3 separate regions of the Canis lupus genome follow, and all the other regions are linked to region 3. Evidence: chromatin contacts called from public Hi-C data. All regions are on one chromosome and are shown on one strand. The core of a region is the stretch at or near the end of the contact, and the rest is flanking DNA. Distances in the headings are between cores, read along the strand shown.

What was found. A called contact is a pair of places that touch in the nucleus more often than the background predicts.
Region 1: a contact with region 3 is called in a Hi-C map of amygdala, with 5 times the contacts expected there. The contact joins the enhancer-like site here to the promoter of MBNL2 in region 3. A contact is called at or near these places in 2 of 9 Hi-C or Micro-C datasets (amygdala and skin fibroblasts).
Region 2: a Hi-C map of blood shows a contact between it and region 3, with 2.2 times the contacts expected there. The contact joins the enhancer-like site here to the promoter of MBNL2 in region 3. A contact is called at or near these places in 3 of 9 Hi-C or Micro-C datasets (amygdala, blood and skin fibroblasts).

The regions. Positions count from the first base shown.
Region 1 is chr22:47,845,813-47,849,766 of UU_Cfam_GSD_1.0, reverse strand. MBNL2 (muscleblind-like protein 2) reads right to left here. Exons shown (of 10, transcript XM_038569890.1): 5 at 1,745-2,008. Among named protein-coding and RNA genes, the nearest start is that of RAP2A, 91 kb to the left of the region's middle. Within about 2 kb of position 1,891, at least 3 of the 20 cell types and tissues checked have an H3K27ac peak or open chromatin away from gene starts, as enhancers often do.
Region 2 is chr22:47,626,237-47,630,345 of UU_Cfam_GSD_1.0, reverse strand. No RefSeq gene overlaps it. Among named protein-coding and RNA genes, the nearest start is that of OXGR1, 92 kb to the right of the region's middle. Within about 2 kb of position 1,730, at least 4 of the 20 cell types and tissues checked have an H3K27ac peak or open chromatin away from gene starts, as enhancers often do. A contact at or near this core is called in blood, where this site is marked.
Region 3 is chr22:47,726,314-47,730,201 of UU_Cfam_GSD_1.0, reverse strand. MBNL2 (muscleblind-like protein 2) reads right to left here and starts at 2,584. Exons shown (of 10, transcript XM_038569890.1): 1 at 2,126-2,584.

The DNA.
Region 1 (3,954 bases), core at 642-3,141, 120 kb before region 3:
TAATTATTTAGTTTGTTTGTTTCTTGTAGAATTAGAACCAATGTAGAAGATGCTGTTTTCTCTCTTGTCAAAAGACATAAGAATGTGTATCCAAAGATGTTCAGATTCGTGGTCAATGTTGCATTGGAGAACCTAGTCTTAGAAGATAGAGCTGATATGCCAAGAGAAGCAGAAAAGAGAAAAACAAGAGAACCCTACTGGTTTTTCAGTTTCTGAATCCGGACACCCTTACCATCTTTTGGACTACTTTTCCCTTTGGAGGGCACCACACGAAGTCCAAATTTTTAATATAAACCATTTCCGTTGGGTTTTTGTCTCTTGTAGCCAGAATCCGGACTAGCCTTGCGGGATATCCTTGGTACCCAGGTATGATGGGTATCTGGGTACCTGGGTTTCCATGCCAGTGCAATGGCAAAAATGTGTGCTCCATACCTAACGATCAACACAGCAGTTAGGGCAAGAAAACCTGCTTAGTTTCTGTATACCATCTAGCAAGTGTGCCTGATGCATGGCAGGTCTCATTACATGTTTTGAATGAATCAGTAAACGAATGAATGGATGAATGCACAGTGTCTACTATATATTATAACAGGTTCCTGATAAGCCAGAGATCTCATGTTAAAGCAAATTAATTAGCAATTTCTACTACCTAGTGTGATGGTTCTCAAACTGTGCTGCACGTGGGAATCCCAGGAGAGCTTCCAAAAAAAGGCCACTGCCCCGGCCACACCCAGACCAATTAAATAAGAAATTTTGGAGGAAGGGGGCTGACGTTGGAACCTTTTGAGACCCTTCAGGTAATTCCAAAATACAGCCAAGTTTGAGAAACCAGGGTTGTAGGCAGGTGCTTGCAGGACTGTTAATGTGCATACATAACACCTGAGGATATTTTAAAATCAGAATTCTGATCGCCAAGGTCTGGGGTGGGGGGCCTGAGAGTCTGGAGCTGGAAACAGGCTCCCCAGGGATAAGGAAGAAGAGGAGGGAGAGGAGCAAGAGGAGGAGGAGCAGCAGGAGGATAGAGGAGGAGAGGAGGGGGAGGAGGAGCAAGAGCGGGAAGAGGAGTAGGGGCAGGCGGCGGCAGGTGGTCTCTAAGCGACACTGCAGTGACTCAGGGACTCCAGGCTGGGTTACAGCCCCCCCCCCCCTCCCCGGTTTAAGGCACCGGTCAGGACAGCTCCGCTTTCCATCCGTTTCATGGCTTGATGTTCTGCACACAAGTTCATTTAGAGGGAGAAAGTTGGAAGGAGAGTGGGAGGAGCAGGGGTGGGGAGGGACGGGTCCCTGTCGCCAGCCTCTGAGCTTGGGGGCTGCGCCCCGAGGCGCCCCTGCCCCGGGCTCTCAGCAGCAGGGCTCGGCTGCATTTATTCCCCCGGCCTGGGCGCGGGGGCGCCGGGCTCCCGGTGGACAGCTCGGAGGAGGAGGAGGAGGAGGCGGAGGAGGAGGAGGAGGAGGAGGAGGAGGGGGAGGAGGAGGAGGGGGGGAGGAGGAGCGAGGGGCGAGGGGCGGGGTGTCCCTGCGCCTCAGGGATTTACCTATTGTGCTGCAGAAGGGAAGGAGGGGGGGGAACCAAACCGAACCAAACAAAACGGGGCGAACGACAACAGAACTTAGGCAGCGGAGCAGCAGGAATGGCAGCCTTCCCTAGTTCCCGCCTGCTGGGGCAGCGTCTGGATCCCGCGGGGCGCCCGCGGCTCCCCGGGCCCGGGCGGAGGAAGGTGCGCGGCGGGCGCGCCCCACTTACCATGACTGTGGCCGCGGCCGCGGCTGCCTGGGCGGCCACCGCCGCTTGGTTGGCTTGGTGCTGCGCAGCTTTGATTTTGGCCTGCAAGTGTGCAGGAGGGTGAAAATATTTGCATTTCTCCCTCATGCAACGCCCCTTTATGTAATCCATACAAACGGTTACGGTGTTGTCGTTTGTGTCGATCATGGTGCTGTCTGCGGGGTGTGCAAAGCGGCAGTCGGTCTCCCCCCGGGCACAGTTTCCTCGCTGGAACTCCCTGCATACCTAGGACACGGGGGAGAAGAAGAGCGGACGATGCACGAGAAAGCCTGATGGGCGCCTGCAGCTGCCTCCGCAGGCGCAGCCTTTTATGCTAACACAAAAGCACAGAAAGGAGTAAGTGCTTTTCCTTCCTTGTCGTGGTGGCTTTTGGGCCCTTTCCATAAAGATGTGATATTGTCCAGAACTCAACCAGAATCCCTGGCAGGCTAATGTGAGTTTTGCTGCGCCCTCTTTTCTGGAGTGAGACTCTGTGTTGAGAAGACTAAGTCAAAGTCTGCAGTCGAGCCGACATGAAAATCAACAAAGCCTCCCTTTATCTGTGGCTGGTGTGCATATCTCTGTATCTGTTTCAGATACAACAATGAGGACACGATCTATGTGTATATGAACCTATATGCGAGTATATAATTTGGACACCTAAATGCAAATCCAGATTGTCTCCTCCCCTGACAACTCTGGGATGCCCTAAGTTTTGTTTTTGTTTGTTTGTTCGTTTGTTTTGCACGGAGGGATGGTATCATCACAGTTCAAGCCCCCAGGGCCAAGCTGTACAACTCCAGAAAGAATTGGGGGAAATAAACTTGTTCCTCCTCGTTGGAGGATGGGAAGTGGGTGGGGTGAATCTGAACACTCCTGTTTTCCCCTAGGACCCCTCACTCCACAAAGATAACTTATGCTTAGTATGTTAAGTCAGAACTACTACATCTAAGGCATTGGAACTTGCATTTCGGGTCACTATATTATTACTTATGACAGCACAGACAGAAAGATAAAAAGGAGAGAAATATGGGAAGAGATAGAAATAAGTGGAGGGAAGTGGAAATAGAGTTTGAAGTGCCGATGTGTTGCCGTTGCTTTTTTAGTCCTCAGTTATCCTTAGGTCTGGAGTAACTAGAATGCTCCATCCTCTAAGAATTCTGGTGGATCAAAAGTTTACTATATAAAGAAAATTTAAAGAGTATTCTTAATTCTGCCCTGAATATCAATAACATAAGATGACATGAATAATATATAGATATAATACTTATATCATTAGCAGGGCAGAATTACTAGTAAAATTGTAAGTTATTTTCCTTTGAAGCTCTAATTCCAAAGTCAATATATTTAAGTGGTGCTGGGCATCCCAACCATCAGTGATGTTCTATGAACGGTCACTGAAGTGACAGTCAAGGCTTGTGAAAGCCAAAGGAGCTTGCAAAATAGTTTCACTGACCAGTGGCCAAGAGGGTTTGTTTGAAGGATAAACAGATAAGTCACAAAATTGCTCGTTGTTTCCTCCTGTTTTTGGATATAAGCCAGTATTCCATCTTTAGTTTGTAAAATGTACAAAATAAAAATTACTCAGACGTTCCCATCAATTCTGAGTAAGCCTTCCTCTCTAAATGGAATCCTCTGGTCTGAGACTACATCAGAGGTGCAGACCAGCCATCAAGCATTTACCAAGGGTCTCTGTGTGCTGCCGACTTCATTCCTGGTTTGAAATGAACTGGAAGCTGCCCTGCTGAAGTCTCTGTAAATTATTTTTCAATATCTACTAGTCCTGTTGGGGAGGACGATTTGTTCCCAACTCAGCTTGATTTAATTTGTTTTCTAAACCAGACACTCAAAAACTGAACACTAAAGCTCCACGGGTCCAGCAGGTGGAGCCCCAAACACTTTCCCCTGACCAGAAAAGGTCTGTTCTACATTCACATGGGCAGGCTGTTAGGCTTTAACTGTTAGATTCTATAGTCGTCTCATTTTGGGATCCATATACTCCAGATTGAAGCTGATATTAGGTAGCAACATTTTATTGCCTTCAATATTTATCAGGTAAACATTTTTATAAATTTTTTATTGGGTAAATATTTAAACAAATGCACATTGAAAGGATATTCTCCAATGATCCAACATAAAGCACAGTGTACATCCTGACCATACATACATCACCTAACAACTTTAATGGGTAA
Region 2 (4,109 bases), core at 481-2,980, 99 kb after region 3:
TCCTGAAATGAGTTGGTAAGGCTGACCCAGAAACTTGGTAAGGCTGATTCTGGGTGGGATTGATGCTGGGAAGCAAAGTCCGGTAGACTCCACAGACACAGCCAAATGGAAGGATGCCTTGATGGGTGTGTGGGACCACATAGGAAAAGACAAGCCACATGGGGGGGAATACCACATGTGCCATGTGATGACCTCCTGAAACAATCAAGCCATGTTCTGTTTATGACTTTCACTAGAGGGGCATCTGGGTGGCTGTGCTCAGTGACTTAACCAACTGAGCCACCCAGCTGATTTCAGCTCAGGTCACGATCTCAGGGTTGACAGATCAAGCCCCACATGGGGCTTTGTGCTCAGCATGGAGTCTGCTTGAGATTCTCTCTCTGTCTCCCTCTGCCCCTCCCCCTGCTGACTGTCTCTCTTTCTCTCTCAAAATGATTAAATAAAATCTTTTTTTTTTTTTTTTTTAAGAACTTTCACTGGAGTCTGGAACATAAATGGGAGACAGAAAGCATAACCAACCAGGGGCCATCAAGTTAGGAGGAAGGCTTTATAGCAACCCAGACATTCAAATGATAGTTATCGAGAGAATTTTATGAATAAAAAAATTATTCCAGACCAGGAAAAGATTAGAATAGTCTGAAGTAGGGCAGTGATGTTGGAACTAGAAGGAAAGCAGTAGAAATGTGAGGCATTGAAAAGGAAGTTGATAACTCAGTGGATAGTAGGGAGGAGGAGACCAAACAGGACTCCCTGGTTTGTGATCTGGGTAACCTTGTGAATGATACTACTAATTGAGATACTACTTGAACCCAGACTAGAAGTTGGATTTGAGTTGTTCTGTTTTGGGCTTGTTCAAAGTGAAGCCATTAGGATGTCTAAATGGAGAGGCCCAGTAATTCACTAAAGATGGGGATGTGGGTTGGGTTGGTCTTCCCCATTCCATGGACCATCAAGATAGGTCTTATGCATAAATGAAAGTTAATGTGTGTGACACATTGTGCCACGTTGTATGTCCCCTAGTCTTATTTCCTCAACAAATTTGATGTCTGAAGTTCAATAATCAGCACTTCATTTTGGTAGCTTTACGTTAAAGCCTTAAGCTTTTGTACGTGCATGCTTCCTGCAGCATAGGTGATGGGATTGCTGCTTCCATCCACCACTTGGCCTGAAGACAATTCAGAGCATTTCTATGTGACTCTTACAACTCACTTCTGCTCTCATATCTGAGTATGTCAGGAAGAAGTAGAGCTAGAAGAACCCTTCAATCTAACATGATGCAGGGATAGTCAGAGAGAGATGTAGGGTTTGCAGATAGAACCTTCCTGTGATTTCTCTTCTATCTTCACAGGCTTCTCTCCTGATTCAGAATTTTTATAACTTTATTAATAACTTGATTCTTGAAATCTCAGGCAATTCCAAGCCTATTTCTCCCATCAAAACAATGATATCTCCCATCATCATTTGCTAGAATCATGAGTCCATTAAGATCAAATGGTATATCTCCATGAAATTATGATTTACATCGTGTGACAGATTAATAAAAATTAAAGCACTCTGTTGGGAGGGAAATATATAAAAGAATCTCTTAGGGCTATCTAACTTACATGAAATAATACTGTGAGAAAACCTGGAGAGAGAGAAAACAAGAGACAGAGAAAGGTATTGACTGAGAAAAAAGCAGAACTGAAAACCCGCAGGCCAGTTAAGTGGTGTGACTCATAGCTCTCGGTTTTGGGCAGACAGCTGAAGCCAGAGAACATTCAGAGTTGCAGACAAACACTTAAATTAGGCATCCTGGTAGAGCAGGGGCTCCCACTGCAACGGCCTGTCCTGCAGCTCATATGAGGTCATTATCGGTATGCTGATTAATAGGGCTCCTGAGAGCCCCTCCTAGCCAAAAGCAATGGGCTTTACAAGTGGTTCCAAGTGGACTAGAATCATCGTTCATTTCAATCTCTTCCAGAGAGTTCAAGAAAACAATCACATGTCAAGAGCTATGTAATATTTTCCATATAATTCTGATTGTTTCAAATGATCAAAAACACTAAACGGTGCAGTCCCCGTAGCTATAGGATATCATAGAGCCTAAAACCCCTCCTAAACCCTCATCCGGGCTGGCATTGCTTTTATGTACTTTATTTACTGATACAAACATAAAGACCTCTGGCCAGAAAACAGTTTGGAAACCACCGGCTTGAAGGATTGGTATGTCCAATGGGATTAGATGTAGATAGAAACAAGATGCAGGATGGGACATGAAAAAATATCAATGGTCATATTCTCCTGAAAAGGTGATTACTTCCATGATGTGCTAGAGCCAGCCTGTACGTGCCAGCTTGCAAGGAAGAAGTGGGCACATCTTTCCCTAACTCTGCATTCAGGGGGTTCATGTCAGCGGCTCAAAATTGGCACGGAAGGAGTATTTACACCACAGAAACTGGCAAATGCCACACACGAATCAGGGCCTTTTGGTTTTTTTCCTCAGACAGCTGGTTACAAAACACTTGTTAGCTTACTACTGGAACTTAATCCAAAGACAATGTAGCCAGCAAACAGCTAATGCCCTGGGAGGCTCTGACCAATCGCCATCTGGGCACGGTCAAGTGAGGGACTGTGTGGAAGTCTGTAGAATCCAGAAAGAGGGAAGGAGTTCTGCTTGGAAAACACACCTTTGCCAAGTAGTCAAAGACATGGCCATGCACAAGGGATCGGAGGGCCGATATGGAAAGGGCCATGTGGCAGTCACTGCTCACGACTGGAGTGTGGAACCTTTCTCATTTGACCAAGGACTCCAGATAAAGGAAGGAGTTGGGGAGGCAAGAAAGCTGGAGCTCGAAGGACCAGCACACCCGCCATTCTGACAGCTAACCTCTGCTTCTGTTGGAGGCCAAACAGAAGAAAAATGGGCTCCAACAACACATTCCTTAAGCATCCCAGAGAACTTTCCGAGAGCAGGGGTCAGCAACCTCTGGGTTAAGGAACTGAGTGACACGGCAGAAGCTGTTTCTGAGAGGCTCTGGATGGATCCCATCCATCTATGATGTCTGTAGTCCCCTCCTGACTGAAGCAAAGACTGGAAAATCTCTTCTGCTTCCTTCCTGGGTCCTGAGACTCTTCTGGCAAGATGTGTTATTAACTCTGAAATCACTTCAGCAAGAACTAGGAGGAGTGGAAGCTGTTACACACAGAATACGAAAGACCCTACAGCCTAATGGAAGGAAGTGTTCCATTTTGAGGGAGAAACCGATTTCTTTGCAGGAGTCTGGGACAAGCCTGCCTTGGCCTAAAAGGCCCCTCTGTAAGTCTTTCTAAGCCATATGTGTTTAAGACGTAGAGACCAGCTCCAGCAGTGAACACACACAGCACTGCTGGGCCACGCAGTGTGCTTCCTATTTTCACCAGCTGCTTGACCATTGTGTGTCCTTGTCCCTGGGCAGCCAAGCAAGAGAGTGCAGGCAATGGTGCTAGTTCCTTTCATTCTTGCGACCCAGGTTCAAAGGCGATGTCTTCCCAAAGAAGGCTGAGCAGAGGCACGTTTTTCCTAGAGGGCGGCATATTTCCCTGATGGCTTACTCTCGAGGAGTACATTTTGCTTTCTCAAGAAAACACTGACTTTATCATTTAGAAAAAAGATCTGAAGGAAAGCTTTAAGAGCTGATGCTCAAAATAGTTAACAAGTATGATACAGGCACTGATCAATCAGAATAGATGCTGGCCTCTGTTTCTGGAGACCCTCGTGTGCCAGCCTTAACCCCTTAGATTCTGGATCATGGGAAGGCTTGGGGTGTCCCGGAACTGGAGCATGGATGACTGGGCAGCAGGAGAACCCTCTGGGAGTGAGGGGAAACACCGACCACTATGGAAATATTGCAATGTCTTGTCCACCAATCAAGCTGTGCCTGTGCATTCCGGCTATAGGAACTTGACTGTCCAGGACTTTGTGGGCCAAAGGGGAAGTCACTTGTGGCTGTGTCTGTTTATATCCTTGGTATTCAAGGGCCTGACCTTCTGAGTGTCGGCTGGAAGAACAGAAGCCAAGGATTTCTATTTCTTAAGCACATATGAGATTTCAAGTCGGTTCTTCATTTTTCTATCTTTGCTAATCTTTT
Region 3 (3,888 bases), core at 1,335-3,834:
TTTTTGGTACAAGGTCAAGGCCTCTCAAAATGCTAGCATGATGAGAGAAAGTGTAGCAAGTATTACTCAGTTCTATCAGGAGAAAGAAAAACTGAGGTGTATGCTGGCTTATTAAGGCTACACAGGCAGCACGAAAGGAAATGTCAACTAGAACCAGGAACTCCCCAGAACTCCAATCTGTTCTGATGGAAATTCTCTCTTAAAAGGCCCTGTATTAAGAACTAACCTCCGCCTGATCTCTATGACCATGGTTACCACCTGTGACATGGATTATCAGCCTGCAGTATTGGACTTTCCTTCCTTCAGCCCATCTGCACTAGGACATGGTGCTCTTTATGGAAAAGCAGCTGTTCCTGCCACCACGACCAGCCACGAAGTTGGTGGCCTAACCTTGGTCCTAAATAGTGGCTCTAGGGGAACTGGGAAGGAGGCCACAGGCACTGTCCACCCAGGTGGCCGCGCTGGGCTGTGCCAGGGGGAGTTGGGCCAGAAGCAAAGCCCTGCTCTGCTCCCCAGGGCTTCTTGCCAGCACAGCCAGAACCCTGCAGAGAACCTGCTCGGACCCGCCCGACGTGAGGCAGGTAGGAGAAGATGCCCTATTTATGCTGGAGATTGCTTTAGGGTTTAGAAAGGCCAGGCTAAAATATGAAGACATAACTCAAGACTTGCCAAGTGAGAGTCAGAATGTTCCTGGCCAGGACATAAAGCAATATTCCTCTCCACAAGCCTGAATAAAAGAACACACAGCAGAAATAGTTGGGGGATGACGTCAGAAGTTCTGGGCTAGTGTCCTGCACTTCTCCTTGAAAGTAAAAACAGTAGGTCTAGAAGAATCTACGTGGCATTGCCCTTCCTTAAATGAATATTTGAACTGGCCCTCACAAAACCGTCAGGATAGCCGGAGAAACTTCATCTTATTTACAGATTATAAGCATGCCCTCCTCTCTCTCTCTCTCTCTCTCTTTTTTTTTTTTACTTTATCAGCCCCCCAGATTCATGTATTAACAGATCCACAAACATCTTCCCACTTAACCTTTGTCTCTTAAAAGGACAGTGATGTTTCCTGAAGAACATTCGCGGTGGTAGTGGTTAGGCAAGTCAGATTTTTTTTTTCTTCGCTTCAGTGCTTGCTAACTATTCTAAAAATGTTACACATTTATTGTAAACACATGCTTCCGAGGCCTAACAAAAAAGCACAGTTTCCTCATGCCTGGCAGAAATTTAAAACGGAAAAGGGCAGAAAGAATTCTTTAACAAATATATCATTTCCTTCTCTTGGGCCAAGTGTGTTAAAAATAAATCTCCATCATTTCTCCCTGCTGCTTCTCGGCAAGAAAGTTGATATGGTTCGGCATAGCGAAGACACAGCCTTAAAAGCTAGCCTGCCCTCATTAAATTATTCTGCTGGCTGTGTGTTCTCATTAAAAATGCATAAAGATCAGATAATTGCAGTAAGCATTATTAACCTAGCTTTACTTTTGAATATAATGGTTCCACTTTTAAGCTGGAAACAAAGGCTCAGACATGCCAGAAAAAGAAATGTAAACATTGAACTACAGTATCGAAAACTTGTCAGAAAGCTACCTCTTCTCGCTAGCTTGTTAAAAAATGTGCTTTGGAAACTCAAAGCCCTGGCATTACAGAGCGAGGTAGCTCCCTAATTTCTAATAAAGAGACGTATTTTCAGCCGAACACCCGACCGATGATTATCGGCCACGAAGTTTTCTTTTTCTTCTTAATTACAAGCCCCCTTTCAAAGAACAGGGTCCACGTAAACTTTATTTATTCGGGAGTTAACTACGGCAGTGTGAAAATTTTCGATAGCAAGAAAATAAGCTCGCTCCCCAGAATTCAAATGGTTCTTTGGAATGATAAACAGATCTATTCTCCGAATAAAAACTCGTTTTATGCCTCACCCCCAGACAGGCGGCATAGAGTCAAGCTTTGCCATTTCTTTTTCCCCAAATCCGAATGTTACGTAAAACTCCAGAGTCCCCTGCAAGTATTACATTTGAATTAGTGGAATCCGGTTTCCCTGGCTTCCCTGAGCAACACACATGGAATGCAGCATACTGCAGCAAACTCTTTAAACATTCAAAAAAAGGGGGGGGGGTGATTCTCTTACCCTGTTTAGCTGTCCCTCTTTTTCCCTTTTACAGTAACCCCGGGAACATCTGGAAGAATCAGGCGGCCGAGGCTTCTCCGCTGCATCATGAGGAAGAAATTTCCATGTAAATAGTCCTCATTCCCTGTGTATTGTACTCTGCGAGCCGTCTGCCGTATCTGGAAAATTTTGCCTTCAGATGATGAAGCAAAGACAGTCTAAACTCTGTTGCTGTAAGCTGCAGCCCTTCCTCCCGGCAGGGCCCTCCCAGCGCTGGGCCGCCAATCCGCAGCCAGCTCGTCAGCCCTGCTCCTCCGAAACTGGTCCTCATAGGATGACTGACACAGCAACACGGCGCTTGCAGTGTGTGAAAACAGTGCATCCATACTGATGAAAGAGGAATTTCCCTCTCAGAAGAAAGCAATCATAGCACCAAGACAAAGTGGCACATAATTGGCAGAGCCGAGAGAGGGGTAGCTGGAGAAAACACCCTTGAAGACAGCCAGCCCTAAGCTTGCTTGCGGCTGCACCGTAAATACTTTGGAAAAGACCAACTCCGCAGATTCAAGAGAGAGCCAGGTTGCACAGGAAACCCAAGTCATTCTCCCAGTCGACAAAGCATGTATTTGTTTTTCAAGGAGAAACAATTCCACGTCGGCCGTGGGAAGGAATGCCTTCCAGAGCATCCTCCAGATGATTTCCATTAGGGGGAAGGATGTGTTAGCCCAAGTGCATATTCAAAATCAAAACATGCTTAACCCCCTCGCACACGGTTTCCCTGTAGAACATCTGTTACTGCAGTGGTTAATTGCTGTAGCCCGCACAGCTTTCAGCTAAGTTTTTCCACCGCTGGGGTCTTCAGTTAGGGAACTCTGAACAATGCATCCGATATGCACACATTACCCTTTTGTCCTGTTGGCAGGCACCCCTGAGAGGATTAGGTGTGCTTCCCTCTAATCCTAAGGGACCTCAGGTACCATTTGATAAATACTGTGCATTGGTCCATACTGTCACTAATGAAGCAGTGACTACAGGGAGGTATTCACAGCACAACGCACACGGCACATGGATCCAAGGGGCACCGTCAGGTGCCGCTCCCCAAAGGTTGTCTAGAGGTGCCGAAGTTCCCTGAGATAAAAAAGGAAAAGACAAATGGAAAGGTTAGTGTGGGTTATTTATTTATTTTTTCCCCAGTCAACAGTACTGCTGCATGCTCTGAAAAAAAAAACCCATATGGCATTTGGAAAACACAAAAAGCATGCATTTTCCTTACACTTTTGAATTTAAAAAAATGAAGTGTCAAAAAAATAAAAATAAAAAAAATAAAAAATGAAGTGTCATGACTCCATGACTATACCAAACCAGGAACAAAGCCCCATTCATCTGAAAGCTTGAACCAACACACTATTGTTTATCAGCAACTGCTCAATGCATTTGCAATGAGGTAAGAGTTGAAGTGGAAGGTAGTGGTTTCCTTTGATTTTGCTAACTGCAGTTTAAAAACGCAACATATCATATGACATATAGGCTATTTCTTCAATAGACTACCATGCTTTATTCCCCTCGGATTTTATACTTATAATGATGGTTACAACAGTTTTCATCCCAATGTAAATCCATCATATATAACTTTTAGGCTCTTGTCTACTATAATTTTTACTGATAATTTAAATAATCTCTGTGGTCAAACAGGCAGACAATTATTTCTAGCTATCCATATACTAAATATTATACTATTCTAGACTACACTAATATTATAATATTATGCAAATGGACAGTCACAG